Linked DNA regions of Mus musculus: region 1 is linked to region 2. The links are chromatin contacts, called in public HiChIP or PLAC-seq maps. All regions are on one chromosome and are shown on one strand. Each heading gives the region's core, a stretch centred on a gene start, on an enhancer-like site or on the middle of the called end of the contact. The rest is flanking DNA. Distances are from core to core; before and after follow the strand shown. Region 1 holds the start of Gpr84 (G protein-coupled receptor 84). Region 2 holds the start of D930007P13Rik (Riken cDNA D930007P13 gene).

What was found. HiChIP or PLAC-seq counts read pairs in DNA pulled down with a chosen protein or histone mark.
Region 1: a contact with region 2 is called in an H3K4me3 HiChIP or PLAC-seq map of embryonic stem cells, with 12 read pairs. The contact joins the promoter of Gpr84 here to the promoter of D930007P13Rik in region 2. A contact is called at or near these places in 4 of 39 promoter capture datasets (the 3T3-L1 cell line, liver, pre-B cells and 1 more), 1 of 115 datasets of contacts at active chromatin or transcription factors (embryonic stem cells) and 1 of 9 other capture datasets (adipose tissue).

The regions. Positions count from the first base shown.
Region 1 is chr15:103,309,022-103,311,721 of GRCm38.p6, forward strand. It overlaps Gpr84 (G protein-coupled receptor 84), which reads right to left and starts at 1,417. Exons shown (of 2, transcript NM_030720.2): 1 at 1,289-1,417; 2 at 1-635. The coding sequence starts at 627.
Region 2 is chr15:103,145,563-103,148,262 of GRCm38.p6, forward strand. D930007P13Rik (Riken cDNA D930007P13 gene) reads right to left here and starts at 1,266. Exons shown (of 7, transcript NR_045743.1): 1 at 752-1,266; 2 at 1-38.

The DNA.
Region 1 (2,700 bases), core at 167-2,666, 160 kb after region 2:
AGCCGCACGCTTCACTTGCCGGTGGATGAGGCAGTAGAAGACGCCCACGCTGCTGAGCCCAAGCACAAAGTAGATGCCCATGAGGATGGTGGTGTAAGGCCGGCCTCGCATGCGGTCAAAGCTGCAGGTGCAGACAACTGGCACCAAGACAAAAACATTCCAGAGGGGGGCAAAGCTGGTCACCCCCACAACCCAGCTGCCCACCAGTGCCAGCACGATCCCCTTGGCACTGAAAACCTGGGGAAAGAGCTTAGGGTGGGCAATGAGGAGGTAGCGTCCTAGAGCAATGAGACAGAGGGTGAGGATGGAGACAGAATTGGAAGTAAAGAGGAGGAGTCCAAATATTCTACAGAAGACCGCGCCGGTACGCCAATGGAGGTGGAGGTATGTGTCCACGGAGAAAGGCTGCAGGAGCGTGCAGTAGAGTAGATCAGCCAGGGTGAGGTTGGCAATGAGCAGGTTGAAGCGGGTTCGGAGCTTGGGACGAATGGCCAAGGCCAGCAGAGTGAGCACATTGCCCACCGTGCCTGTCACAGCCACTGCCACGCCCCAGATAATTGCAAAGTATCGATAGCCCAACACAGACTCATGGTAGCAGGAGAAGTTGGCATCTGAGCTGTTCCACATGATGGAGACTGAAGGGAGAGGAGGAAAGGGAGATGGTATGAGAACTTGCTTCTCCAGTTGCTTCCTTTGAAGCAACTCCCTTGCTCTGCTCCTAGAACTCACTTTAATTCTTGGCTGGAAAGCACTTGATCTCAAAGTTCCCTGTTATCTCCTGTAGGTTCTCTCTACCTTTTCCTTTCACATTTTTGGACTTCTTTTCTAAATTCTTATCAAATGTCTCTTCTGGAAATGTGTTAATTTTGTTTCTCCAAACCTCAGGCCCCTTCAATATGTGTGGGATGCTCCCCATAAACCTGGCAGCTTCCATCCTAATTACTTCCCAGATCTTGAAGACCAGCCAAGAGCCCTGTGCTCCTTGATCCCCCTCCCTTTTCCCCCTCTTCTTTCCTTTCTCCTTCTTCCCTTCTTCCTCTCCTCCTCTCTTCCTCTCCCCCTTCTTCCTCCCTTTCCCCTTCTCTCTCCTGTGTCTTGTTATATAGCCAGGCTGGTCTTAGCTCACAAAGATTCTCAGGCCTCATACATATACCACTATTCTCCTCACCTCACATTTTCTGATTGTGACTACCTGAGAAATGAGAGGATCGAGAAAATAAGACCATGCACAACACACACACACACACACACACACACACACACACACACACACACACGGTATGCTCACCTGAGGTTCCCAGTTTTCACACTTGTCTTCAGTAAACAATATCTAGCTCACCTAAAGAGCAGGTCTTTTGAGGGGCAGTCAGGCTTCCAGCTTTTCTAGGGACAGCCAGGCTTCCAGCTGGACATATAATGCCTCCTACCATGCTAGACAGAAATAAGAAACTCCCAAGTTACCCAACCTTAGCCACTTCCTTCCCCACCTCCAGCTAGTCCTACTAATTTTACCGTGGCTGCTAAAGTCCGAGCTTCTCTGTTGAAATTCCCCTGCAACTTACTCTAGAGTTGTCTCACTCTTTCTTCTCTCCTTCCTGAAACCCAAATGTTATTTCCTTCCTTTCTCTGAGGCAGAACCTCTCTAAGGTCATTGCTGAGAACTGTCGAACAGCGAGACAGTGTCAGATCCTCTGGACTACTTCTGTTTTTTTTTTTTTTTCTCTTGAGATAGGGTCTGATTCATTATCCCAGTCTGCCATGGAACTCACAGAAATTCCCCTGCATCAGCCACTTGAGCACTGTGAGTATAAGTACAAACTACCAAATCTGACTGGGCCACTTCTCAAGCGGTCAAAAACAGACCAGGTGTTAGAAGTAATGCTCAGCGCCTCCAGAGAGCTTGGGCTTGTTTAGCAACAACAGCACTTCCTTTCTTCTCTTCAGAGACTGGAGATGGGTTACCTCAGAGGGTCCCAAATGACACTTCAGCACATATGAGAAGTGGAGTCAGATAAAAAGGGACTGGCAAGATGGCTCAGACTGAGTTGTCTTCCAGGACTTATAGAAACAAGAATCAATTCCTGCAAGCTGTTCTCTGAGTTTCATACAAGTTCTGTGGGACATATATACCTATAAACACCCACATAAATAAGTGCAATTAAAAAAAAAATTGAGGGCTGGTGAGATGGCTCAGTGGGTAAGAGCACCCGACTGCTCTTCCGAAGGTCCGGAGTTCAAATCCCAGCAACCACATGGTGGCTCACAACCATCTGTAACAAGATCTGACGCCCTCTTCTGGAGTGTCTGAAGACAGCTACAGTGTACTTACATATAATAAATAAATAAATCTTTAAAAAAAAATTGAGGGGCTGGAGATATGACTCAGCAGTTAAGAACACTGGCTGCTTTTCCAGAGGTCCTGAGTTCAACTTCCAGCAACCACATGGTGGCTCACAACCATCTGGAATGGGATCTGATGCCCTCTTCTGGTGTGTCTGAAGACAGCAACAGTGTACTCACATATATTAAATAAATAAATCTTTAAAAAAAATAAATTCAGACAGGGTCTTACTGTATATAGACTTGGCTGACCTGGAGCTCACTATAAAGACCAGGCTGGCCTCAAACTCACAGAGATCCACTGGCCTGTGCCTCCTCAGAGCTGGAATGGAAGGTAGGAACAGGGGCTGAATGTACAGG
Region 2 (2,700 bases), core at 16-2,515:
CATGATACCAGGTAATGACAAGTTCCATGTTCTGGTCACTGGTAGGAAACAAAACAACACAAAAACCTCTTAGTTTTTCCTTGATGATGCTGCTTCCACGGTTCCCATCTGACTCACCGCAACCACCCCCCACCCCCACCCCGAGCTGACTCTGCAACATTCATCCAGGCCCCACTCTCTCCTTGCTGCTACAGTGCACTCTTGGACGTCCTTGTTTCCCACTGCATTCTCAACATGACAGCATTGAGTAGTCAAGGGGAGTATGCATATCACTCTCAGGCCCTGACTCTCCAATGGCTCCCTGTCCATTCAGAGTGGAAGTGCAAGTTTAGCTGTGACTCATTAGTCCCCACATGATCGTGATTAGCTTTCTGTGACCTCTTAGAAGCCACAGCTCATTCCCTTCCTTATTTTCCCTGCTCCAGCCATACCGGCCTCAATGCCATTCCTCCAGCATGCCAGACTGCTCGCAGGAGGGTTTCCCCTTGCTGTTTGTCTGCCAGGAAAGATCTTCCCTAAATCTGCCTGGGTCGTCAGCATATGGTAAATGCCAGGTTCCATATGTTGGGGGGCAGAACACAGATATGCAAGGGAGGGAACGGGAAGATGAAACAGGGGAGTCGGGTACCACACAAGACATGAAATGGCTTGTCTTGCTTTCTGTCTTCCTGGGATTCTGTCTTCAGAAGATCAGGGATCTCGGGGTGGGGCTGCTCTTGGTTCTTCAGCAAGTGGCCCCTTTCATACTAACCTCAGGGCTGATGGACCCACATCTATCAATCTCAGGACTTCTGGACAGGAGCCGTCTGATGGTCCTGAATGAACAGGCCGGTCCTTTCTATGCTGAAAGGATACAGAGAAGAAGCCACCTCTTCCAACCATGCACTTGTTACCACCACCTTCTGCCTCTCCTTCAAGCCTCTTACTCTGGTGCTAGGATGTAGGCTTGAAGAGGAAAGGGAAGGGCTCAAGGTAAAGGGCACAGGAGGCCTAAGAGAGTAAACTGAGGCAGAGAGAAACACAAGCTGTGCAGAGCCAGTGACCCAGAGATAGAGCGGAATTGCACAGGCCAAAAGGGGTCCAGGTCAGAGGTGGATGCAGCCAGCAGGTGAAAAGCAGCAATGCACTGAGGGCTGGGCGCTCTGTCCAAAGGATTAAGGTAGGTAGGCTTTGGAAGTAAGGAGCCCAGGACAGCTCCGAAGAGGAACAGGCGGGGCGGCGCGGGCAGCAGGACCACACGCTGCCGGGCTGCGCGGGCGGAGGCAGACTGAGGCGGGCGGAGGCGGCGGGCTCAGCGGAGCGGGCGGGCGCCGGGAGCGGGCTCGTAAAAGCCGCGCGGCGCGGGGAAATTGCCGCCAGAATCGCTGAGCTCCACAAAACGCCGCCCGCGCAGCCCGCCGCCGCGCCCGCTCCAATCTCCAGCCTCATCGGCGCGCGGGCTGGTTATGCATTTAAATGTTATTTAATTGGATTGCGGAGGAGCTGGGGGCCAGAGTGCCCCCGCCTCCGCCCCGCACGCGCTGCACGTCTGTTTTCCGAGTCACAGATTGCCACGCACCCCCTCCTGCCCAATCCTTTGCCTCCGACGCTTCTCTCCCTCCCTTCTGAACCCGGCCAGAGGACACTCAGAAAGACATCAGCCTATGAAGACTGAAAACTAAGAGGCTACGCACGAACACACACACACACATCCTGAAGACGCACAAAGACATAGCAGCAGCAAAAATTGGCTACACTCACTTATACCAGTGTCCATCTGGAAGATTAAGAATGGCAAACAAATATGGTCCCTAGAACCACAGAAGTACACAAATGTGTATTAACACACTCATGCTGCAAGACAAAACATCACCTGACCTCTCCCGGGGTAATGACACTCACAAAGCGACACTGCCAAGCATGGGCAGAAAGGATGCCAAAGCATGACCCTCATAGGGTAAGGCAGAGACCCTCCCCAAAGCTGAGTAAGAAGGGAAGCCTGTGTTCACTCTTACACTCAGCCAGACCACCACCTATTTGCTTTGCCTATTCAGGGTTGGAAAACAAAACCTTTTGTTCAGCGACATACTGTCCTCCCAAACCACAGCACAGGAAGCTTCAAGAGGCAACTGCATTTGTAAGGATGTTTTTTAAACCGAACAAAGAAAGAAAATTGAGTCCCAATTACAACAAGCGGGATAGCAGATAGACACCAGGAGGGCCTTCCTGAGAGGATAGAAACTGGAATCCCAAGAGGTGAGGTTGGCCATGTGTGTGAGGTGGGGAGCTAGCTAAGAAGTCAGCACCGTGGAGGTTAGGGTCAAGGGTTAAGGTTAGGGAGGAGAGCACGTCCTGCATAGGCAGTTCTCCACAGGCTCCCAGCCAGCAACAGTTAACTGTTGACCTGAGATGATCAGGATTACGCCACTTCAATTAATGAAAATGGAAATGGCAACCTGGCTTGGCACAGGTCCCCGCAGAGGACCATTCTGGGCTCTCCGCCATCCCTTCTGCGAGCAGGGCCCGGAGACTTGAGGATCTGAGCGGGGCTGTGGGGACAGAAGAACAGGCAAAATGTACGGGGGGGTGGGGGTGGGGGAGATTCTATTGCAGCTGACCTGCTTGCATTGTATCTGAGAGCATGAGGGCCCAATCAGAGAAGAGAAAGTATCCTCACACACAGGCTAATTCAACCTTGTCTGCTAAAGTGTAGGTTCAGGC